Regions from separate parts of the Sus scrofa genome. Here regions 1, 2, 3, 4 and 5 are each linked to region 6. Evidence: chromatin contacts called from public Hi-C and HiChIP or PLAC-seq data. All regions are on one chromosome and are shown on one strand. Each heading gives the region's core, a stretch centred on a gene start, on an enhancer-like site or on the middle of the called end of the contact. The rest is flanking DNA. Distances are from core to core; before and after follow the strand shown.

The links. A called contact is a pair of places that touch in the nucleus more often than the background predicts. HiChIP or PLAC-seq counts read pairs in DNA pulled down with a chosen protein or histone mark.
Region 1: a Hi-C map of liver shows a contact between it and region 6, with 4 times the contacts expected there. The contact joins the promoter of LYSMD4 here to the enhancer-like site in region 6. A contact is called at or near these places in 4 of 47 Hi-C or Micro-C datasets (embryonic fibroblasts, fetal heart ventricle, heart right ventricle and 1 more) and 2 of 2 datasets of contacts at active chromatin or transcription factors (alveolar macrophages and skeletal muscle).
Region 2: a contact with region 6 is called in an H3K27ac HiChIP or PLAC-seq map of alveolar macrophages. The contact joins two enhancer-like sites. A contact is called at or near these places in 2 of 47 Hi-C or Micro-C datasets (embryonic fibroblasts and mesenchymal stem cells) and 2 of 2 datasets of contacts at active chromatin or transcription factors (alveolar macrophages and skeletal muscle).
Region 3: an H3K27ac HiChIP or PLAC-seq map of alveolar macrophages shows a contact between it and region 6. The contact joins two enhancer-like sites. A contact is called at or near these places in 4 of 47 Hi-C or Micro-C datasets (alveolar macrophages, embryonic fibroblasts, fetal heart ventricle and 1 more) and 2 of 2 datasets of contacts at active chromatin or transcription factors (alveolar macrophages and skeletal muscle).
Region 4: a Hi-C map of liver shows a contact between it and region 6, with 2.1 times the contacts expected there. The contact joins two enhancer-like sites. A contact is called at or near these places in 1 of 5 promoter capture datasets (liver), 6 of 47 Hi-C or Micro-C datasets (embryonic fibroblasts, fetal heart ventricle, liver and 2 more) and 2 of 2 datasets of contacts at active chromatin or transcription factors (alveolar macrophages and skeletal muscle).
Region 5: a contact with region 6 is called in an H3K27ac HiChIP or PLAC-seq map of skeletal muscle. The contact joins two enhancer-like sites. A contact is called at or near these places in 1 of 47 Hi-C or Micro-C datasets (embryonic fibroblasts) and 2 of 2 datasets of contacts at active chromatin or transcription factors (alveolar macrophages and skeletal muscle).

The regions. Positions count from the first base shown.
Region 1 is chr1:138,565,860-138,569,671 of Sscrofa11.1, forward strand. It overlaps LYSMD4 (lysM and putative peptidoglycan-binding domain-containing protein 4), which reads right to left and starts at 1,711. Exons shown (of 3, transcript XM_001928238.7): 1 at 1,606-1,711; 2 at 119-408. The coding sequence starts at 1,696.
Region 2 is chr1:138,187,542-138,191,717 of Sscrofa11.1, forward strand. LRRC28 (leucine-rich repeat-containing protein 28) reads left to right here. Exons shown (of 10, transcript XM_001925096.7): 10 at 2,176-4,176. The coding sequence ends at 2,248. Among named protein-coding and RNA genes, the nearest start is that of LRRC28, 190 kb to the left of the region's middle. Within about 2 kb of position 1,985, at least 14 of the 83 cell types and tissues checked have an H3K27ac peak or open chromatin away from gene starts, as enhancers often do. A contact at or near this core is called in alveolar macrophages and skeletal muscle, where this site is marked.
Region 3 is chr1:138,165,238-138,169,013 of Sscrofa11.1, forward strand. LRRC28 (leucine-rich repeat-containing protein 28) reads left to right here. Exons shown (of 10, transcript XM_001925096.7): 9 at 1,459-1,618. Among named protein-coding and RNA genes, the nearest start is that of LRRC28, 170 kb to the left of the region's middle. Within about 2 kb of position 1,689, at least 7 of the 83 cell types and tissues checked have an H3K27ac peak or open chromatin away from gene starts, as enhancers often do. A contact at or near this core is called in alveolar macrophages, where this site is marked.
Region 4 is chr1:138,489,516-138,493,627 of Sscrofa11.1, forward strand. All of the region lies in intron 6 of MEF2A (myocyte enhancer factor 2A), which reads left to right. Among named protein-coding and RNA genes, the nearest start is that of LYSMD4, 76 kb to the right of the region's middle. Within about 2 kb of position 2,321, at least 1 of the 83 cell types and tissues checked has an H3K27ac peak or open chromatin away from gene starts, as enhancers often do. A contact at or near this core is called in liver, where this site is marked.
Region 5 is chr1:138,119,217-138,123,257 of Sscrofa11.1, forward strand. All of the region lies in intron 5 of LRRC28 (leucine-rich repeat-containing protein 28), which reads left to right. Among named protein-coding and RNA genes, the nearest start is that of LRRC28, 120 kb to the left of the region's middle. Within about 2 kb of position 1,690, at least 1 of the 83 cell types and tissues checked has an H3K27ac peak or open chromatin away from gene starts, as enhancers often do. A contact at or near this core is called in skeletal muscle, where this site is marked.
Region 6 is chr1:138,340,251-138,344,333 of Sscrofa11.1, forward strand. No RefSeq gene overlaps it. Among named protein-coding and RNA genes, the nearest start is that of MEF2A, 56 kb to the right of the region's middle. Within about 2 kb of position 1,446, at least 76 of the 83 cell types and tissues checked have an H3K27ac peak or open chromatin away from gene starts, as enhancers often do. A contact at or near this core is called in alveolar macrophages, embryonic fibroblasts, liver and 1 more, where this site is marked.

The DNA of each region.
Region 1 (3,812 bases), core at 461-2,960, 230 kb after region 6:
ACCACTTCTGGCGGTCAGGAAAGGGTAGAAAGTTTCCCTAAACTTCAGGGAGCTCCTCTGCTTTTCTAAACACAGGTGGCAGAGGGCAGGTGGCACTGTCACTTGTGGGGTTTCTTACTTTGCAGCCATACTGAAGAGCCAGCGTGTTGAGGCTGTCCTCCTGGGCCAGCTCCCGCTGTAGCAGCACCACATCCCCTGCTCCAGGCTGGTGAGACTGGTGGGCACCCTTCTTCTGGCGCTCCTTGCCCCGAGGCCGCAGAGCCACCCGGTGGGACTCTTCCTCAGAGGAGTCCCCCGAGTCCCCACTGCCATTCTCAAACATGTAAACGTGGCTGGTCGGAGTTCTACAGACACTGGCTGGGCCTCGGAAGGTCTTGGTTAACACTCCCTTCTGCCTCATTTTCTTAACTGAAAACCAAACCCCAGGGTTAATTCCACACAAGGCATATTCATTCTTCCGTGGCTACACTGATGATAATTGTATCCTTGTTAGAAATGACTCCTTTGCCTAGTATTACAAATTGGCAACACATACCGTCTGTATAAAACAAATGTCAAAACACATGTTTATGCTCAATGAGATGAAGGGAGAGATAGGCAAATAGAAACACTTTCCCCCCCAGCTGCATATTTTTTTTGCACAGAAAACAAGAGTCCCCTTTTTTTGTCCCCTTATTCCTCATCCACAGCTACATGTCCTTCAATCCCACACATGCAGAGAAACAACTTTTCAGTCCCAGAGAAGTAAAGCAACAGCTGGGATCACTGCCAGGAGAGGTAAGGGCGGTTCCCAACTCCCTTCCTTGCACTGAGAATCTTAAAACTCAGAACTTTTGCTCGAAAAATTCTTACTCAATACTTCAAGCATTCCCAACTATCTTCACTAAGGTCAAGACTAGAATTCTGAGACTCCGCTTTTGAAACTGTATGAATTCTATCACACTTGAGGCAAGTTAGGGGGAGGATCCCCACCCAACTAGGAAGTTCGTCCAGTCTCTCACAGGTCCCTTTGCCTTCAAGTGCCTCCTCACACCTGGTTTTTATCATCACTTCCGAACCAGCATAGAAGGCACAACACAGCCCTAACCACTCCAAGTTGATGGAAGAACTTCCAGAAGTGAAAACTCACACCGGGTTCCTTCCGAGGCAGAGGGGAGCAGACCCCTAGGGAACGAGTGGCCCTGGCGCGACCCCCACCTTGCCCCACTCCCTCCCCTCCCCGCACTTGGAGCTCGAGCTCGGAGGAGCAGGGAAGCGACCACTCTCCTCGCGCCCGCGGGTCGCCCCGGCGGCTCGCAGGCCTGCTTCCCTCGGAACTCCTTTCGTGACACGGGGAGGGGGAGCCCTCAAACAGGAGCCGAGTGAAAAAGCCCAGAGCGGCCCACCCCTATGCCAAGACCTCCGAGGCCCCAACTTTCCACAAAGGCACGCCCTCCGACCTCCGACCTCCGACCTCCAACCCCAGAAACCTCGGGCCAGCCCTCCACGTCCTGGGACGCCCCACCTCCAGCGGCAGCAGGGCAACCTCTGAGAACCTGGAGCCATAGCTCGCCACCCGACAGACAGACAGGCGGGGCTACCCAAAGAGCCCATGCGGCACCCCACCTGGACCTCGGATTCCCTCCCTCAGAGCCGGGCACCTCACGTCCGGGATCAGCCGAAACCCGTCGCCGCTGCTGCCGCCGCCGCAGCCCATTGGCTGCGAAAATCAGCTGGTCCTTGGGAGGTGGGGCCGGCCGAAGCAGCCAATGAAATCAGCGGTGGGCGGGGACTTGGCCGAGCCCAGCTGTGCTGATGGTCCGCACAGGACCTGCAGAGAGATAGGCCGGGATAGGGGGCCGCGGCGGGGCCTCAGCTCCAGGACCTGACCCCTGATGCAAAGGCTCGCCTGCCCCTGCTGCATCGGCTCTTCCAGGCTCCAGTTTATGCCTCGGCTCTAGACAATCAAACCCTTTGAGTCTCCCTTCGGGCTTTCCACTGAGCCTCGGCTTTCTCAGTAGTAGAAGAGGACTTTGGCCCAGACCTGGATTCCTGATCTGTAACGAGAAGCTCGCATTGCCAATGGAGTGCCTATCACCAGCTGAGGCCTCCGGAGGAGAAGGAACTCCTCTGGTCTGAGGGGTCTCGCATTCTGAACCTTCCCGGGCCAGAACGCAGGAGGAATTTGCTCTGTCCCGCCCCCCGCGCACGAGGACAAAAAAGTCCATGAATGTTAAGACCCTGAACCGTGACAACAGGGACTAAAGAAACACAATTTATCAAATGTCAGATGGCTGAGACTCCTTAAGCTTAAAAGTGATGGATGAATTCTTTTACACACTAAAACACAAAGGTTTAAAGCTTGAGCCCAAAAAAGGAAAGCAAAATTAAATAGCAAATGGTAGGCGTTCCCGCTGTGGTGCATCGGGAGCAGCGGCATCTCTGGAGTGCTGAGACACAGGTCCGGTGCCCAGCCCGGCACATGGGGTTAAGGATCCTGCATTGCCTCAGCTGTGGCGTAGGTCACTTGGATCTAATCCCTAGCCGTAGGAACTCCATATTGCCCGGAGGCGGACAAAAAAGAAAAAAGAAAAACAAACAAACAAAAAAACCCCAGTAATCTTGTGGGGGGAGGGATGCAGCAAAATATTAGAATTTTATTAATCTTAAATAATAAACACGCTAAGATCCAAGTTGTGAAATGGATGGAGAGCATGAGCAGACAATTCTGCACAATCAGAACACAAATGGCTAACAGGGAAGAGAAATTAAACCTGGAAGTTTGCTTGTGGCTCATCGAATTAAGAATTCAGTGGTGTCACTGCAGTGGCTCCTGTCACTGCTGTGGTGGAACTTGCATCCCTGGCCCAGGAAATTCCACATTCCCCAGGTGCAGCCAAAAAGAAAAAAGAAAAAAAGAAATTAAGCCTCACTAGCAATCAAATTAAGCAAGAAAGCAAAAGGATTAAAAGAATAAAATCTCAGAAACCTCTTCTATGACTTTCCATCCCACTTAGAAGAAAAGTCAAGTGTTTTTTTGTTGTTGTTGTTATTGTTGTTGTTTTATTAGGACCACACATGCAACATAGGGAAGTTCCGAGGCTAAGAGTTGAATCAGAGCTGCAGCTGCCTGCCTATGCCACAGCCATAGCAATGCAGGATCCAAGCCACCTGCAACCTACACCTCGGATCACAGTGGATCCTTAACCCACTGAGCAATGCCAGGGACCGAATCCAAGTCCTCATGTATATTAGTCACGTTTGTTACCACTGAGCCACCACAGGGACACCTAAAAATCAAATTTTTTATATTGGCAGTCACAGTCCAGGATAGTGTGAGGTCTGGGAAGCATTCTCTGCCCCCGTAACTATTTCTTTCAGCCACACCCCACTTTTCTCTGGCCTTTAAACACCCAGCTCTCCTAACTGTGGCCCTTCACAGGAATTTCCTTCTCTCAGCTGCTGGCATGGCTAGACTTTCTGACTCTTAGGCATCAATGAGTCACTTTCTCAGCAGGGCCTCCCCTGTTCCCCTGTATACAAATGTCCTCCCTCTGTGTCTGTCAGATCATTCTGGTTCTTCATTGCACTTCCCACTTAAATTACTTGTTTTATTGCCTTTGCTCCTAATTATCATCTCTGTTTCGCTCACCATTCCTAGTGTCCAACTCAGTGCCCACTTAGTAGGTGCTCATTAAGTTGTGGTTTAACAGGAGAGACATTAAGTGACCAACTGAAGTTTATAGGAAGTGGCAGCACCAACTCCAAGTCCTAAGACCCCAAAGGCCCAACCATCTGGCCCAAAACACTGGGCCAAAACACTGGATTTGGCA
Region 2 (4,176 bases), core at 735-3,234, 150 kb before region 6:
CTTCTAGTCTTAACATTGAAAACCCAGAATCTGCAATCACAGTTAAAACCAGCAGCCTGGAAGCAACTGGAAAGGGGTAGAAGGTAGATGAAGCATCTTCATAGGCCCATTTCCAGAGCTCTGTCACTGTGTGGTTGTTCACTGAAAAACCCTGCTTGCAAGCTTGTCTTTATTTGACTGAACTTTGAGGTCAGTCAGAGTTCACCAGTGCAAAAAGCCTCTTCTCTAAGGGTATTTGTCAAAAATTTTCAAAACAATTACGGGCAAATACTTAACTTCACAGATGCCTGAAACTGTGGATAACTGTTGCAAATAATACACTAACCATAAAGCTGAAGAGGAAAATTGGGGGAATGAGTTTTCCATAAGGGCTTTGAAAAGCACTAACATAATGATGGGAGTATGTAAGGCCATGTGCATGCATAAGGATGTGAGCATGCTCAGAATAGTCCCAAGAAGTCCCCAAGAGCCCACCTCTCCTTGAAACTGAGATTTTCTGCAAGCAGGAAGTAAAGGCTAAGGCAGAGTTGTCAACTGCCTGGTTGGTTGTCAAAATTGTTACTAAAGCCTAGTGAGGACTGGAGCCATACAGGAGGGTCCATCCACAGGGACGTTATCCTCACATCAGCCAACCTAGTTGGAACAAGTTGATAAGGGAATCCAGGATTAGTTCAAAAATCTAAGAACCCATAAAATTAGGTCTAGCGCTTGTCTTGAGATTTTTATCATCCAAGATGAGATAATGGCAAAGCTTTTAGAGAATTACAATGGCCCACAGATCTCACAGAGAAACGAAATGATCAATGTTTGCCAGAGACTTGGCAGGGAATTTTTTGGGGGGGTGTGCTGGCTGCAACTGGACACAAGGAACTTTTAGGGATATGAGAAATAGTTTATATCTTGATTGTGGTGTTAAACAATTGTAGTTCAAAACTCATCAGCTTCAAGTGAGTGAATTTTATTATATGTTTGTATGTAACTATACCTTTATTAACTAGATCTTTTTTAAAAGAGAAGAAAAAGGAAAATATTCAGCTTTTCTCTCTTCATGCCCTTCTCCCTCCTGCTATGCCTCCCACTGGCCTAATTCAGCCAGAAACCAGCAACCAGGCAGCTTTGCTTGTAGGGTCTTTAGATGTCACCTTCCTGAACTACAGAGAAGGGCAAAGACTGAGTTAGGGGGTGGGAAAAATAGAAAACAGTTGGCACAGGGGGTCCAATGAAAACGGCAATAGGTTACATTCTCTTCTCACCAGAGGATAGCACTTCTGGTGGGAAAACAAGTCATCTAACTGCTAGAGCTGCACAGAGTGGATCAGAGGGCTCATGACTTACTGAAGAAAGTTGCCAAACAGGAATTTGAGATAGAACTCCTCTGCTCTGTGGGAGAAAATCCTCAAAGTCTGTTATTCAGATTCTGAAATAACCTCTTTAGTAACCTGCAGAAATACATTCGTAGGATAAATTCCTTACAACTATGTTTGTTTGTTGGTTTTTTTTTTTTTTTTTTTTTTTTTTTTGGTTTTTTTTGTCTTTTTGCTATTTCTTGGGCCGCTCCCACGGCATATGGAGGTTCCCAGGCTAGGGGTCTAATCGGAGCTGTAGCTATTAGCCTACGCCAAAGCCACAGCAACGTGGCATCCGAGCCGCGTCTGCAACCTACACCACAGCTCACGGCAACACCGGATCGTTAACCCACTGAGCAAGGGCAGGGACCGAACCCGCAACCTCATGGTTCCCAGTCGGTTTCGTTAACCACTGCGCCGCGACGGGAACTCCAAAACTATGTTTTTTTAAGTTCTGTGTGTTTGTGTGTTCTAGATAAATTGGTGACGTTTTCTGCTACGTGATTTTTTTTATAATGTATTTCAAATTTTGTCATTGTGCTGTTGGTTCTAATAAGCAGAATTCAGACTGTAACATGCATGAAGCTTATTCTTCCTCAGCTGCCAGCATAGGGATGTTACGTCATCTGAAAACTGCTAACCAGATGAGCATGTGCATGACTCATCTGATTTCATTCCTCAGTTTTAGAAGGAATTTACATTTCTGTTGTGTACTTGGTTGACCACACCTAGTCCTTTATTTTGACAAGAAGACTGTCTCTAATGGAAGGAATCCTGAGACTTTCCTCTTGAACTCACAGTGTCCTTCTCTCCCTCTTTCCCCTTGCAGGAGGGCAGCTGTTAGTTTTGTGGCTTATTGCTGCTCCACCCAGTGCCTGCAGACTTTTGACCTACTGAGCTGATAGACACTCAGGAGCCTCAGGAGTGTTGCCAGCTTGACACTGCAGTCTCCTGCAAGTCGCACATTGTGCAGCAGCGGGACAAAAGAGCCCAGCCAGACCAACAGATCCTATCATCCTGCCCTGTCCTATCCAGCTCCAGGATTGCAGAACCTGGAAATATCTCGATAGAGCTTCAGAGCCGAAATGCCTTCACCCTGCCCCCACGTCGGAATATATCCTCCCTCAAATTAAGGACCCTTTGTCTTCTGTGTTTTTCTTTCTCTGGAAGTGTGTCTTGCAGACAGAGTATTTACTTTGATACACCTGCCCAAATCTAATGTAGAGGAAGCTTCAGTTCCCTGAAAAACTCTGTTCATAATGTAACTAAATCAGTTTTTGGACACACATACCTTCATTGCTACCTGTCATCTTCTCCTTTCTCTTTCTGTCCCCAGAGAATTATTTCCCCCAGAGGTTATTCCTCATGTTTTTAATGAATTTCAGCAAACCCTACAAACCTCAGTAGTATTGAAGAGCAGTGGAGGGTGGACTAGGTAAGGACAAGAGTGCCTGAGTTGGCAGCCAGTTAGATGACAGCAGAGGCTTCACAAGGGTGCCCTGGAAAGTTACAACCTTGTTTGTAAACCTTTGCAACATATTAAGAGACTTTTATGAGGGGTTTTAAAAATAAAAATGTAGATTATAGATGAAATACACACTTATTTTGGAAGACTATTTACAGAAAAATAATTTTTGAACTTTTTATTTTCTGATAAGATTTTTTTTAAAGAGAAGATTTTGAAGATATTTTGGGCTTTAAAAGTTCTGATCCTTTTCTTTCTAGATTTGAACATTTTCTGGCTACTGAGAAAGGGAGAGAAAAATCAAAATATGACTTCCGGTGTTTCATTAGATGGGTTTATGTTTAAATTTATATTGACTTTGAAATATTTTTATTACATCAGATAAACAGGCTTCAGCTACTTCTGCTACTAGTTTTTAGCAGGTTGATTCTAAATATAGCCTGTGCACTGTTATTTAAATACCTGGTGCATTAGATAATCTACATTTTGACCCTAGATTTCTTATGTGCTTGACACACTGTTGTCCAGATAACATTGAGAAAAGTCGGGAAGAGCAGGCTCAATTCAGCCTTGGGCTTTTGCAGAAAGGCCACAAATGGAAAGTGTGAGATTATGCTCTGACAAAAGATAAAGCTTTTAATGGAGAATTCATGTATTTGTTCCTCCTTTGAAAGGATGGCATTTTCATGTTGCTTTGCTGCCAGATGTTCATCTGGTTGCTGTGAAGTGATTGTTTTTTTACTTTATAAAAAAAAATATTTTTAATTATGGAGATTTCTCTGAGGCCCCAAGAAGGTTTACTTGATAAGAAAATTATTTCAAAAAATTTTGGACTTGTCAAAAATTTGCTTTATTGAATTTTATTAACTGTCCTAAATCTGTAATGCTAGGCTCTCACAGTGCTAAAAATCCTGCATAGTTACTGACAAATGTGTGATCTTTTCACAGTCACACCACCTGCTGCCCAGAAAGCAGACTATCCACATAGAATGGTGAAGGCAGAACATTACCAACTGTATTTCCACTGTTCTTACTTCCTCTGTCCCTTTCATAACTTGGCCTGTTCAGCCTTAATATTTCAAAGGCTTGTAGTATAATAGGAACTGAAGATCTATCTCAAAATGTAACGCTTATTTGATCCTCTGGAATAATTGAAGTTTTAGGGTAACCTCTACATGTATATAAATTGGGAGATGAAAAATGTGGTATGAAATTTTCCAAATGTGGTTTAAGCCTAAGTGGCTACTGCTATCTATCATTAAGTGACAGTAATATGTTTCAACATCTTTCTGCTTCACCTTTACAATCATATATCTTAAAATGGAGCTATGAAATTGCTAACCTGATATTCAGGCTTCTGTTGAA
Region 3 (3,776 bases), core at 439-2,938, 170 kb before region 6:
GAAAAAAAAAAAAAAAAACCCTGCTAAATGTGTTATCTTTGCTTTTTAAAATAAAGGGGGTCCGTACAAAAACATTTAATAGCGACTTCCAGGAAAGTCTCATACGTATTAAGTTGTTTTTTAAAACTAAACAGAAAACTGAAGTCATTTACCTATGAGTAAATTACATTTTTCAAAATGGCTATTGATGTCTGAACAGATATAGAAGATGATAAGGTAATTTGTATTTCCTTCTTGAAGATGATTCAGTATTTTGGGATTTCACCTCATTCTGACTATTTCTTTTTCTTTTTCTTTTTTTTTTTCTTTTGGTCTTTTTGCCATTTCTTGGGCCGCTGCCACGGCATATGAAGGTTCCCAGGCTAGGGGTCGAATCGGAGCTGTAGCCACCGGCCTACGCCACAGCCACAGCAATGCGGGATCCGAGCCACATCTGCCACCTCCACCACAGCTCATGGCAACGCCGGATCCTTAACCCACTGAGCAAAGCCAGGGATCAAACCCGCAATCTCATGATTCCTAGTCAAATTCGTTAACCACTGCGCCACGACGGGAACTCCCCTGACTATTTCTGTCTCTCCTGAATGTTTACTATCAATAGCAACCCTGTGTAAATTTGCACTCAGGATTGCCTGGGTTTTTTACTTTAAACGTTTCTTCTGTGTAGCTCAGACTAAATTGGGAAGGAGGCACCCTGTTTTTATTAATGACATCTCCTGGGAGTGAGGCAAGGAAAAGCTTGGTTTTATTATTTTTCATTTTCTTTGATTTCTTTGTTTCCTCTTTTATTCTTTTCATTAAATATAATTTAGCTCAATAGATTCTAAATGCCCAATAGATTGAGGAAGAACTTAATAAAACTTAGTTTTAATCTTCTGTCCTAGTCCTTTTTTTTAGTTCTCTGTCTCTTATAGAAGTTTACAGACCCTTTCTGGGTAAACTTAATGCCTTTATTCTTAAAAAATATTTGACTTTATTCTTTCCTTGCCTCCACCACAGAACAGCTTCTAGTTGCTCTTGAAAGAGTAGATTTAGGTTTTCTCTTAGTATCAAAAATGTAAAAAATATCTTTCATTTCCAAATTATATTATGTTTTTATTCAGTACCTGTCAGATAACAGATTTTTCAACATGCAGTTCTTTTTTTAAATGGCTGCACAGGCAACATGTGGAAGTTGCCAGGCCAGGGATTGAATCTGAGCCCCAGATGTGACCTATGCCACAACTGTGGCAACACTGAATCCTTTAACCCCCTGAACTGGGCCCGGGATTGAGCCCACACCTCTGTAGGGACCCAAGTTGCTGCAGTCGAATTCTTAACCCACAGTGCCACAGTGGGAACTCCCAATATGCAGGGCTTTTAACTAATTGAACTTACTAACGAAGAGAAATATCTTAAGAAGCCTTGTTTAAGGAAATCTCATTTTTCATTTGTGTATGATTTTCTGTTGTGTTCCAGATTTGAACTTTCTGTCTCCAGTCTCATTACCCAGAAGTCTCCTGGAGCTGCTGCAGTGCCCCCTCGGGCACTGTCACCGGTGTAGTGAGCCCATGTTTACGATCGTCTACCCCAAGCTCTTTCCCCTGAGAGAGACACCAATGGCAGGGCTGCACCAGGGGTAATCACACCTAAGTGGGCACCAGGGCTTACAGCGGGGCATGGGGGTGGGGTCATGGGGAGTGACGGAGGATGTGCATAGAAGTGTGGTTTAGTCAGCAGCCTTAAATGGGCATAGAGTGCTTCCTGCAACAGAGCTAAATGAAACGAATGCACATTTCAACATCACAAGAAAACTGGATTTCCCTTTATTACAGTTTTGGTCTTTTACAGAACAGTTTTATTGTATTTAGAGTAGCTCATTCTTTGTAGGATTGTTTTCCTGCTGTTCTTCTATTCACAATAGTCTTTAGGCAATAAGCAATGTAAGAACAAAATATTGGTTATGTAATGGGTCCAGCCCGGCCCTTCTATTTAATTCACATTGCTAACTGAAAGTGTGTGGCTGAACATTGTATGTGTGTGTATTTCTGTTTTGAATTGCTAACCCTTCCAAATGGCAATCTCTTGCCACTCTATTTCTTGGCACAGTGCCTTGAATTTGCTAAGAATGTTAGCTAAGTAAAAAACCCCACACTGGTAGTTTAAAAAAAGAATACCAGACAATTAAAAATAGGACATGAAGGGATGTTCCCTGGTGGTCTAGTGGTTAGTACTCAGGGCTTTCACTGCTGCGGCCTAGGTTCAATCCCTGGTCTGGGCACTGAGATTCCACATCAAGTCACTGCATTCCATGACCAAAAAAAAAGAAAAGAAAGAAAGAAAATAGGACATGAAATGAAAAATCCCCCATTAGCACAACCTCAGCTTATAGATTTTCTAAATTTAGGATCTTCTAAGTTTGCGTGTTTCAAAGTTTTAAAAAAAAAAAAAGGTACTATGATACCTCACTTATCCATCAAATGTGGTATTTTGGGCTAGTACATTTCCCAGATAACTTGTTACCCCTATTCAGGCCAAGAAGTGTTTCCTTTGTAATCATTTTTGTAGAATGAGAGCGAGCGTGGGCAGGGTGCTGAACCTCTCTGAGCCTCAAAATGGGGCTAGAACAGCCTGCTGGGCAGGGCCGTCTGAGGATGAAGGCAAACACCTGGCACATAATGGGTATTCTGCACATGGTAGTTACCTTTTCCATCTTTCTGCCCACTCCTTCCCAAAACTGCATTTATCTTTTTCTTACCCTGAATAATCCTCTTTTGCTATAAACTTCAGTTTCTGTTTCAACTTTCTATATTTTTAATGTTTCCTGCTTTACTTTGACTGCCTATAGAAGCCCTCCTCCAACCCTTTCTGATTTGCTACTTATGATCATAGGTGATCAAATCACCAAATTTAGCAAGTTTTGTTTAAATTAGAGTTGAAAGGACTGAGTCAGAGTTTCATTATGTTACTCCATGGATAAAATTAACAAATACGCATATATGTGAGAAGCCACAGAGAATAGCGGTCAGGTGCACAGGCCCTGATTCTGACTCCTCCCCTGGGAGACCTTAAGCAAATTACTTAACTTCTCTGAGCTTTATCTTTTCATCAATAAAAGAAGCGTAGTAATATCTATTTAAAAAGTCATTGTGAGGGTATCATTCATAAATGAGATCATTCATGTACAGAGCCCAGAATGGTGCCTGGTGTGTAATGAATATTAAGTAAATGTTAACCCTATCTATTTTTGTAGCTCAGACTTAAAAATTTATTTCATGTATGTGTCTTTAGCAAGTGATCTTCATATTAATAAGACAGATGATAAGAAAATCTTAACTAATTCATTAATCTATAGCAAAATCCTTCTTCATTGTTGCACACCTTCCTATAGAAGACATTTTCTTACTGAAAATATGAAAATGAAAACAATTCAGTATGGTAAGGATGCTGTCTTAGTAGCTGATAAATAAATACCTATTTGAAAAGGTAAACTTTTTTATCATGGTAATTGTGGAAATAAAGTAGATCCTTCAGATGAAGCCATGTTTGTGTAATCTTCATATGAAATTTGGGAAACTTGTTCAGTAAGTATTTGCATATTCCATTTACTGCTACTTGTTTCTCTGCTTCAACCTAAAAATTCAGTGTGACTATCTTATATTGTTTTAGAACATAAATATAATAGCATTAGTAAAATGAGTGTATCAAATACATGGGACTTAGGCAATGCCATTTTGTTGAGCAAAGCCAGAAGTGCCTGTTTATAGGAAAAATGAAATACCAAGATATAAACATGG
Region 4 (4,112 bases), core at 1,071-3,570, 150 kb after region 6:
TGCACAGGTGACTTATCTGTTCTCTTATTTATTTAATCATTTATTTAAATTAATATGGACTCATGTACATTTATTTTATACTTTGTGTCAGTAGTACTAAATCCTGTCAATGTATGATTCTACCAATATTAGCTTATTCTGTTGTTCAGATTGTTCCAGCTTTAGCTACTGAGGACTATTTTAGTTGGTTCCTGGGCCCCTTTCAGATACTTCATCCTTGTGGGGGTTTTTTGAGGGGAGGGGGGGGGCTGCTATTTTATTTTCTGGTTACTGCAAAATGTTTTAGGCTCATCTTGTTTATTTTCTGCCCCAGTCCTAGACTTGGGCATTTCTCTAAGAAACCTTGGTTCCTCTTCTTGAGAATGGTATTAGAAAGCAAGATCTGTGTTTTCCTACTTTTTAATTGTTCCAAAATATAGTTGGCTTTCTGAAATAAAAATAGTGGCAGTGAATTTTGTGTTTATAGTACATGCACAAATAAAATATATGATAACAAACAACAGAGAGGGGAAATATGATCTTATAGGTCTTTAAACATGATGTGGTATATTTTCAAAGGTAAACTCTAATTAAATGAAGATGTATATTATAAACCCTAGTACAACTACAGAAAATAAATTTTAAAAAGGTATAAATAGTAAGTCAATAGAGGAGATAAAATGGAAATATAAAGTATGCTCCAGGAGTTCCCATCATAGCTCAGTGGTTAATGAACCTGACTCTAGTATCCATGAGAATGCAGGTTTAATCCCTGGCCTTGATCAGTGGGTTAAGGATCTGGCGTTGCCATGAGTTGTGGTGTAGGTTGCAGACACAGCTCAGATCCTACATTGCTGTGGTTGTGGCCTAGGCCAGCAGCTACAGCTCCGATTCAGCCCCTAGCCTCAGAACTTCCATATGCCATGAGTGCGGCCCTAAAATGCCAAAAAAAAAAAGAAGATAAAAATACACTCCAATAGCCCAAGAAATGGGAGAAAAAGGGAAAAACTGGAACAAATGAAATATAGCTAGCAAGATTGTAGATTTTAATCCAGCCTTACAAGTAAATGTGTTCATAGACATCAGCCAAAAGACAAAACATCAGATTGGTTGAATAAGGAAGATCATACTGTACATTCTAAGAACCCTACTTTAAATATGAAAGTCATAGATAAAAGGATAGAGGGAAACATACCATGCAGACATTAACAAAAAGAAAGTTAGTATAGCCATATTAATTTCAGACAATGTAGACTTCACAGTAAGGTATATTATCAGAGGTAAAGAAGGACATTGCATAGTTCATCTACCAAGAAGAATCTTTAATGTATATGCACCTAATAGCAGACCTTCAAAATACATAAAGCAAAAACTGAGAGCTGAAAAGTGGAAGAGAAAAATCCACAGTTGTAGTTGGAAACTTCAACACTCCTCTCTCAGTAATTGATAGAACAGTAGGCAGAAAATCAGGAGTCTAGGTGACCTGAGCAGTCTTCAACAGACCTGACCTAAGAGTTGTTTATAGAATACTCCACAACAGCAGAACACATTCTGAGACACTTGGGCACTTGAAACATTCATAAAGATAGGCCAGATCCTGTGCCATCAAACAAACCTCAACAAATTTCAGAGAATTGAAATCATACAGATTTTAGTCTCTAACTGTAACAAAATCAGTAACAGAAAGACAACAGGAAAATCTCCATATATAGAAATTAAATAACATACTTTTAAAATAGCTCATAGGTCAAAGAGGAATTCTCAAGGGAAAACTTAAAAAAAAAGTGTATGTATACACACACACACACACACCACACACACATATATAAAGCACTGGGGAGTTTCTGTTGTGGCGCCACAGAAATGAATCTGACTAGTATCCATGGGGATGTGGGTTCAGTCCGTGGCTTCACTCAGTGGGTTAAGGCATCACTGTGAACTGTGGTGTAGGTCACAGACACAGCTCGGATCCCACACTGCTATCTGTGGCTATGGCGTAGGCCAGCAGGTACAGCTCCAATTTGACACCTAGCCTGGGAACTAGGGGGTACGGCCCTAAAAAGCAAAAAATAATAATAATAATAAATTTAAAAATTTTGAGAAATACAACATTGCAATTTTGGGGACAAGCGAGAGTAGTGTTGAGAAGGGAAATTCATAGCATTTAAATGTTTATATTAGAAAAGAGGAAGATCCCAAGTCAGTAAGCTTTTACTTTAAGAAACTAAAGAAAGAGAACTTAACTCAGAGCAGCTAGAAGAAAAGAAAGAATGAGTAGAAATTAATGAAATTTAAAGCAGAAAGACGGTAGAGAAAAACAGTCAAACCAAAGGCTAGTTTATTTTAAGAGATCAATAAAATTGCTAAATTTCTAGCCAAGATGACCAAGGGAAAAGAGAACACAAGTTAGCAGTATCAAGAATGAAGGAATTACATAACCCAAAAAACTCTGAAAGATAACACTACAATTATTGTACAAAAACAACAAAACAACACTGTAGTTAAAAGTGGGGCAATGGGGGGAATACTACAAACAACTCTATTCTAATACATTTGAGAGTTTAGATGATATGAGCAAGTTCTCTGAAAGATACAAATTACCTAAGAATTGCCAGACTCACTGAAGAAGAAATAGTTAAGCCGAATAGTAAATATCTATTCAAGAAATTGAATTCCAGGAACTTCCCTTGTGATGCAGCTGGCTGAGGATCTGGTGGTGTCACTGCTGTGGCACAAATTTGATCTCTGGCCTGGGAACTTCCACATGGCATGGATGGAGCCCAAAAAAAGAAAGAAATCGAATTCCAATTTTAAAACCTTCCAAAAAAGAAAACCAGACCCAGATAGTTTCACTGGCAAATTCTAGCAAGCATTTAAGAAGAAACGGTATCAATTCTACATAATTTCTTTCAGAAAAAGAGACAAGGAGAGAATACCTCTGAACTCATTTATCAGACTGGCATTACTTAATACAAACCAAAATATTCCATTATAAGGAAAGAAAACTACAAGCCAATATCCCTCATGGACTCTAGACATAAAATGCTCAAGAAATAGTAGTTTATTAGTAAATAAATTCATCATTATATCAAAAAGGATAATATTTAAGACCAAGTGGGTTTCATTTCAGGAATACAAGACTGATTCCAAATTTGAAAATTCAACAGTGTAATTCACCATGTTATCAGAATTCAACTTTCATTCATAATAAAAATAACTTCAAATTACAAAGAAACTTTTTTAACCTAATAAAGAGTATTTGCAGAAATTCTATAACTAATATGCTTAATAAGGGGAAAACATTGTTTTTCCATAAAATAATATTAAGAACTAGGCAATTATGTTTATTCTCACCACCCATATTCAACATTGTACTGAATGTCCTAGATGGAACAAGGCAAGAAAAATAAGTAAAATGCATACATGTTGGAAAGAAAGAAATTAAATTGCCTCTATTCACAGAAGATACAATATCTGTGTAGAAAAGCATAAAGAATCTATGTAGAAAAACAACTCCTGGGATCTTTCAGTGAGTTTAGCAAGGTCGTAGGGTACAAGGTCAATTTATATTCTTGTACCAACAGTGAACAGTTGGAATGTGAATTTTTTTTTTTTTTTTTTTTTTTTTGCTACCCGTGGCATATGGAGGTTCCCAGGCTAGGGGTCTAGTCGGAGCTATAGCTGCTGGCCTACACTACAGCCACCGCAACATCAGATCCAAGCCACGTCTGCGACCTACAACTCAGCTCCCGGTAACGCCAGATCCTTAACCCATTGAGTAAAGCCAGGGATCAAACCTGCAACCTCATGGTTCCTAGTCAGATTTGTTTCCGCTGTGCCACAACGGGAACTCTGGAATGTGAAATTTTAAAATACCATTTAAATATTCAAAAGTAAGAAAAATACCTACAATTCTAACAAAATATATGCATGGTTTTCATGCTAAAACTATAAAATGTTGGAAGAAATCAAAGACTGAAATGAACAGAGAGAAATGTCACGTTAATAGGTCTGAGGACTTAATATTGTCAAGATGTCACTTCTTCCTAAATTGGTTGATATATTAAACACAGCACCAGTTTAAATCACAGCAAGTTTTTTTGTTTGTTTGTTTTTGTTTTTGTTTTTTTGTA
Region 5 (4,041 bases), core at 440-2,939, 220 kb before region 6:
TGTTTACTCACATTTAATGTAATTGTTGATATGGTTGTATTTATATCCATCATTTTGCCATTTGTGTTCTACACATCTTATATCTTTGTTAATTGTACCTCCTTTATTGCCTCCTTTTGTGTTAATTAATATTTTTAATGCATGATTTCAGCTCCTCTGTCTGCTTTTTAAACTACGTATTTTTAATGAGCTTATTTGTGTTCTGGGAATTGGGATAAGCATTTAATAAATTACCATTTATTTCTGATTAAAACTAACAATTCTGGTAAATTTTAGAAACTTTATCCAATATTGTCCCACATCTTCTCCTTTCCTTTCTGCTATTACTGTCATATATATTACATGAATACATGTTATGACTCTGTAATATAATTTTACAATTATTGCTTCATATAATCTTGTATCTTTTAAAGAAGTTAAGAAAAGAGAAAATGATGTATTTATAGGGTATTTTCTGTCTACCCGTATTTTTGCCATTTCTGGTACTCTTTCTTTCTGCATCTTTCTGTCTTTCTGTGTCTGTGTCTGGTATCTGTACTGTGATTATCTTTATATTGCATTTATTTTAGGAGGATAGCTTTTGTAAATATAGAATTTCTCATTTATAAAGCTTTTATTTTCTAGCACTTTGAATATGTTATTTTACTGCCTTCTGGCTTCTATTGTTTGTGGTGAGAAGTTAGGCTTTTGCATGTGAGTGTGTGTTTATTTTTCCTGTAAACATGACAAATCATTTTTCTCTTGCTGCTTTTGAGATTTTTCTGGTCTTCCACAGTTTGATTATGATATGTGTAAGTGTGGATCTCTTTGTGTTTATCCTACTTTGTATTTATTTGTCTTCTTGGATCATTAGAATAATATTTTTCATCAAAATTGGTATTTACAGCAACTATTTTTTTCAAATATTTTTTTCTCCCCTTTATCCTTTTTTTTTTTTTAAATGGGAATCCCATCACACAAATATTTGTGCAGTTGTTTTTGTCCTACAGATTTCTAAGGCCTTATTCACTTTCTTCAGTCTTTTTTGCCTGTTTCTATTTGGATAGTTTTTGTTATCTGTTTATCACTGATTGCTTGTCCGCCTATTCAAATCTGCTGTAGAGACTGACTAGTGAATTTTCCTTTTCACTTGTATTTTTCAGCTCCAAAATTTGTTTTCTTCTCTTTATTGAGAATAAGTTTTCTGTTTTTCAAGTCATTGTCATAGTTTCTTCCAGTTCTTTAAACTTGTTCTTCTCGTTCTTTCAACATAATTAGTATAGCTGCTTTTTATTATAGCTGCTGACGCTGTCTTCTAAATCAAACGTCTGCATCCACTTAGAATCAGTTTTTATTTACTCATTTTTTTCGTGAGTATGGGTTATACTTTGCTGTTTTATTGCAAATCTTAGAATTAAAAAAAAAAAAACCTGCATTTTAAATACTGTATTGTAGCAACTCTGAATCCTGATTATTTTTTCCTACATGAAGATTGTTGCTATTGTTGCTATTTATTTGTTTGTTTTTCTTAGTAATTTGCTTGAACTAAAACATGAAATTCATTTCCCCACAGTGTGTGACCGTTGATATCTTTATTTGGTGGGGCTTTATTATTATTATTTTTGTTTTAACTTTTAAACCTTTCTGTGATTTTTGCCCTGTGTCTGTATAACTTAGTGGCTGAACACCTTAAGCCAATAAAGCTTCTGTCCTCTGTCAGTGGATCTGTGTGTATGTGGTTTCAGAAACACATTTAGCATTTAGACAGTTTGCAGGTTTACCCCAGCTATAATTTTCTGTTGGACCCTCTCTTTTCTCTTCTGTGCATGTGAGCAACTTCTCTGTAGAGCTGGGATTGGAAATAGCTTCAGCCCTCTGGGGTCTCTTGAGCCTCTGTGGTGTTTGCTCACCACCTCCTGTCAGCCTCAGATATGTGGAGAGACTATCAAATGTCTCTCTGACTGTTTTATAACCCCATTCCTTCTTGTTAACATTCCTGGCTCATCTGCTTATTCCATTGCTTGCCCTAATCAGAAATACCCCTCAGCCTCTCCCATGTTTGCTTGTGACCAGGATTACTGCTTATGGAGTTCCTGTCGTGGCTCAGCAGTTAACAAACCTGACTAGTATCCATGAGGACGTGGGTTTGATCCCTGGCCTTGCTCAGTTGGGTTAAGGATCTGGCATTGCCCTTAGCTGGGGTGTATGGCATTGCTGTGGCTGTGATGTAGGCTGGCAGCTACAGTTCCATTTGATCCTTAGCCTAAAGAACCTCTAAATGCCGGGGGTGTGGCATTAAAAAAGACCCAAAAAAAGAAAAAAAAAAAAAAGGCAAGATTGCTACTTATAATAGTACTGGATATAGGTTTTGCACCTTTCATTCCACATCAACCCTCTGACTTTTGTTCCAAGTCAGCCTACTCCATCAGTAAAGCTGCAGGTTTTTTGCAGCCTGCCCTGCCATGTTAGAACTATTGTCCTAACCAAGCTAGATGAGGGAATGGGAGCCACCCTAAGGAAGCATGCTACTGATTTCTCTCTTCTTATCTGAAGTACAATAGTTTTTCATGAATAAATTCTTCTCTATTTTTTGAACACTGTTAAGTCAATTTCCAGAGTGTTGAAATGGTTGCTTTTGATAATTTTGTAAAATTTTATATTTGCTTCTTCAGAGAGGATTTGGCATCCTCCTCACTCCATCATACTGAAAGTTACAGCTTTTGTGGGGGGGGGGCATTATTTGCATGGCATAGGTTTTCTGTTATTTTATGTTTAACTTGCCTATACATTTATATGTAAAACAGATTCCTTTTAAATAGAATGTACTAAGGTCTTGTTTTTAAATCCAGTCTGATAATCTCCTTTACTTGGTGTTCTCAAGCAGTTTGCTTTTAATTTATTATTGATCTTTTTAGATTTAAGCCTACGGTTTTGTTTTGTGTGTCTGTAACATCTTTTTGTTTCTTTGTTCCCTCTTTCCTGCCTTTTTTGGTATTAATATATTTTAGAATTCTGTCTTCATTTATTGTATTTTGGGGTTTATTTTTTTAATTTATTTTAGTTACTGCTTTAGGTATTACATTATGCATATCTTTCAAAATCTGCTGTGAACTATTTTCACTTTCCCCCACTGACCTTTGTGTTATTTAAGTTGTAGCTCATGTATTGAAATGCTTTCAGCAATTATATATAACAAAGAACTTAAAGGGAGAAAAGTGATAATTTATTATATTTACCCAGATATAATAACTCTTAAATTTGAAGATATAATAGCTAAAACTTCAAACATTTGGTGAAAGACATGTGTTTACAAATTTTAAAAGCTCATCAGATCCCAGAAAGGATAAATTCAAAGAAAGCCATTTATAGATACATTATAATCAACCTACTAATGACTAAAGATAAAGGACAAATCTTGAAAATGCCCAAAGAAATAATGATTCAAGTAACTGCGGATTTTTCCTTAGACATCATGGAGGCTAGAACACAGTGGAAAAACGTCTTTAAAGCACCAAGAGTAAAGAATGAGCAACACTGAATTCTCTGTCTAATGAAAAGAACCTCTGGAAATTACAATGTTATACAGACATTCCCAGATAAAGGGAAACTGGGAGAATTTGTTTCCTACATAACTACTCTTAAAGAAATAAAAGTTCTTCAGGCTGATGGAAGTGATACAAGCAGGAAACATGGACCTTAGGGAATGAAGGAAAAACAGCAGAGTCCGTAAGAGTATCCTGTTGTCCCCACATCGGCGCAGGTTCCAAACCTGGCCAAATTTCTAGTTTTAGATTTGGCTGATAGTTTTCCAGTTTTTAACTTGAGCCCACACTTTGTACTCTGTTTCTTTATTCCTTCATGATATATTACCACACCAGGTTTATTTCTTTTGTGTTGTTAGAATCTTAAAGTTTCTTTGACTCTTTTGTTTTCTAAAAGTGTGCTTTCACTTAGCTGAGCTTATTAACAGGTGTACTTTTTAATTTTGTTGGAATAAAGATCCATATATAGGTTTATATGGTTATAAAATGGTCATGAAAATTATGTTTAATTCACTCTACC
Region 6 (4,083 bases), core at 196-2,695:
AGGTCGGCAGTGTGGCCATAGAAACTCCAGAGGCCAGCAGCCTTCAGGATGCAAGGACCGCAATGGCTCACCTAATGACCTCCCGCGACAAAGCCCAACACCCTCCAAAACAGAATGGCTGTCTGTGCCAAGCACATCCCCTCTGTCCTGCTCTCAGAAAAGGCGGTACGCACAGTGGTTAGGAGTTCAAGGGCTCAGTGCCCTCCTCTTAAACCTTAATCATCGAAACTACTTAAACCGTCATTTTAGTGCTTAAGCTTCCCTTTCCTATGTAAAATGGGAATAGAAACTTATTCTAATTCCTACGCATGTTGCAAGGAATACTTGAACTATCGTACGCAAACCATTCAGCACAGTTTAGCGCTCAAGGCTTACTAGCTGAGCCTGTTTGTAATTAGCGATTACTAATGGTCAAGATTTGTAGGTTCTCTCTTCTGGGACGTGGGGAGCTTCGCTGGCCAGCGCGAAAGATGCCGCCTGCCATCCAGGTCCCTCCAAGTTGTACTGTCTGGGGGCCGGGTCCGAGCCGCCACGAAGCGCCAGGGGCCTGTGTTCCATTGTGCTTGCTCAGTGAGGGTGACCCAGTGGCCGCCCAGGCGAGGGCACAGGTGCGTCCTGTCCGCAATGAGGGCGTGGGCGCGGGCGTGGCGAGCTGAGACCTGGGGGCGCCAAGCGTGTCCCGAGGGTTGGGGTCTGGCCACGGTTCCAGGAGCCCGGCAGGGGGTGTCTGGCCGCTCCCGAAGGGCGCCGCCTGGCACAGCACTCCGGGAGACTGCCCGACTTGCGCCCCGCCCCAGCCCCGCCCCCGGCACCCCGGGTTGGCTGGAGCGGGCAGCCACGCGCGGCGATTTGCCACGCGCCGCGTCACTGGAGCCGCTCCCGGCCCGGCCCCCACGGCCGGTTGGGGAGGCAGCGGCGGGGGAGGCGGAGGCTGCAGGGCGCGACGCCGCCGGGCCGCCCCGCCCTGGGAGGCGCCCAGGCCCTTGTCAAGTGACCAGTATCCCTTCCAGGAGAACACGGTCCTTCAGAGGGAAGCAAGCTCCAGCCCGTAGCCCCGGCGCCAAACCGCCGTCATCTCCTTCCTGTGCCGGGTGAGCCGTCTCTCACCCACCCGAGAAAACATAGTCCGCTCCTCACGTCCTTGTGGGGTAGTGTTCGCTTCCAAACATTGTGACCCTCTTTGCCCGCACCCTTGTCTTCCCTACTCTAAGTGCTCTACTATCCACCAAGAGGGTAAATCAGCTCGGAGAAGAAACCTTAAGGGAGAAGCAAAAGAGGGAGCAAGGGGAAAGGAGGGAAAAGGAGGAAAAAGCGAGGTCGGCGGAGGGACACTGAGTCCATCAGCATCGTGCGCACGCGCGCTGGAAGGAACGAGTTCCGGCCCGGCCGGGGCCTGCCTCCTAAAAATAGCCCCGGTGTGGGGATCCGTGCGCGGGCGTCCCGGCGAGTCCCGGGCTGAAGGAGGCGGCTCCGGGCGGCGCGGAGCGCTGGTGGCGGGCCCGGGCTGCGGCGTGTGTGTGCCCGGCAGCTGCGCCTAAGACGTGGTGAGGACTGCGGGCGGCACGGTCTGGTCTGCGGGGCCGGCGTCTCAGCGAGGGAGCCGGGTCGGGGCTGGGGGGCGCCGGGGCGAGGGGCGGCGCGGCCCCGGGAGGGGCGCCTGCGGGGCTCTGGGGACGCCAGGACGGGGTGGCGTCGGGCTGGCACAGGGCCGGAGCCGAGGTGCGCCGCGGCGGGGCGGGTGGGGTGGTCGCGTCGGGTGGGCGCCGCGGGGCGGGGCGCCTGCGGGTGTGGGGGCGGGGTGCCCCGAGGGCGGGCCGGAGGTCTGAGGGGTGTCTCGGGCCGGTGGAGGCAGGCTGGGCCGCGCGGGCTCGGCTCGAGGAGCCTCCCTGGGTGCGCGGCGCGAGTGGGGCTGGGGGCGGTGGTGGACGTCGCCTTCTTGAAAGTTGAAGGAGTTCCCTGGGGCTGGGAGACTCTGGAGTAGGGCGGGGGACGCCCGAGGACCCTTTTCTTCATCCTGCCTTACGAGGCCGGGGTCCACCCGAAGGGCCTGACCCCTGGTGTGGAGGGGCGTTCTGCGCCCTGGTTGGATATGAAGTTCCCCCACTTCTGGTTTGGGAGAATGTTGGTCTAACGGAGCAGAACATGTAGGTCCAAGCTCTCCGTGTGTGTGTGTGTGTGTGTGTGTGTGCGTGTGTGTGTGCGCGCGCGCGCGAACCGGTGGCCAGGTCGCCCCAGGGTTCCAGGAGGTGGCCCCGGCTTGGGGGAGCACCTGCCCGTGCAGACGCCCCACCGATCGGCGAGACGTCTCGCGGACAAGGGGCTGCAGAGGGAGCTGCTCGCTGCCCCTGAACATCCACCCAAGTAGATCCCGGATCGCACGGAGGGTTTTGTGAGATAGAAACTTCGCCTTTTAGTTCGATTCCACCCGTCTTTGATAAGTGAGGATTTATTAGTAGGTGAGATAGTGCAGACAAGTTTGGAAAAGATGAATATTTCTGATTTAGAAAAACAAGGTTTGTTTTGTTTTGTTTTTTCCTTTTAAAATGTAGCTATAAAAATGTCCTCAGACTTGAATGGTTCCTGAGATAAGCGAGCCTCCTGTCATGATCCAGGAGGGAACTGTATTGGAGAAGAACAGCACAGTGTTAATCTGAGTTTTAGTTTACTGTGAGATTTTGATCCCAGTAAATGTGCTTTTAGAAAGGCCTGCTGTGCTGTGTTAACAAGAGTGTGTGTATTTTTAAACACGTATTGTCTAAAGTTTTTTAAGTTATAGCACAGCATTTTTTTTTGTGTCTTGTATCTGTTACTGTATGAAGAGAAGGGTCTCTAAAGCTGTAATTAGGTGTACATTACACAAGAGCACTTTCCCTTTAAGAATCCAGCTGTGTTGTTTTGGCAACTGCCAAGTACTCCAGTTGTCAGTTTTAAAATCTGTGTTACCTTGGCAGTACTTGAACAGTCTGTGGAAAAGGTAAACAAAATAGCTTAAAATTTTTTTTCCCCAAACACAGAAATGGCATTTGTTTAGTAGTATGAATTTAGGAAATGAGGATAAAATAACCATATTGTGTTATTATGGCTTTTGTATGTACACTTTATGGTTTTGTTTTGTTTTTTTGGTTTATTTTTGGAGGGCTCAGTCTTTACTTTTTTTTTTTTCTGTGAATGGCAGCTTTGTTTTATGAAAAAAGTCACGTTTTCACTCAAGTGGATGTAAATTTTAGTTTTTCTTTGTATCAAATGTAACGAACACATGTTAAATGTCATGTAAAACTAATTAGTTCTGTATGATGATGCACTGATTCTGGAATTACTTTTAATTCTCAGTGAACACTGTAGTAAAAAGTTGTAATAATGGTGTTACAATGAAAATACTTTGAAGAACTAGTGATTTAAATACTTTGTAGACAGTCTTCAACAATTCTGTTGGAAGCCCACGTCCAGTAGAAACTTATTTACTAAAGCAATCAGTGACCTCTCTAAACAAAATAATTTGCTTACCTATTTCATTTAATTCACACTCTTGTTACATACTGTGGTTTTATTCATATTGATAAAAGTGATAAAATTATGTTTAATTCCTTAAATTACTTCCCAGCAAGAGTTTTTTTCTCCCTCCCCCCTGTTATATTGTTTAGGGCAGTGAGTGAGTGAGTGGTGGCAACCATTCAGTAGAAGGAAAATAACCTTTGGGGCTCAAAAATAATAATTGTAATGTCACCATGTTGAATTATGGTTGGAGAATTATCTATATTCTTAGAGTTTTTATGTTTTCTTAATGGATGTGTGTGACAAAGTTTTTGTTTTTTTTGGTAAATGCAACTGGAAATAATCTTTTAAAGATGTTGTTTTGAGTGGTGACGCTTTATTTTTCAAGGCAAGTAAATTATTGCTTTGTATTTTACATTTGGAATGCAGTGCAGCTTACTATTAATTTTATTAATATTTAGGCAGTAGCAGTGTCTCACTCATTAATTGGTTAGCAAGAGAGAAATACTGAAGTGTATTCTGAGAATGGTTAAGTAATTATGGAAATGTTTATTATAACATGATTTTGAAGTTTGAAATGTTTCAATAAAC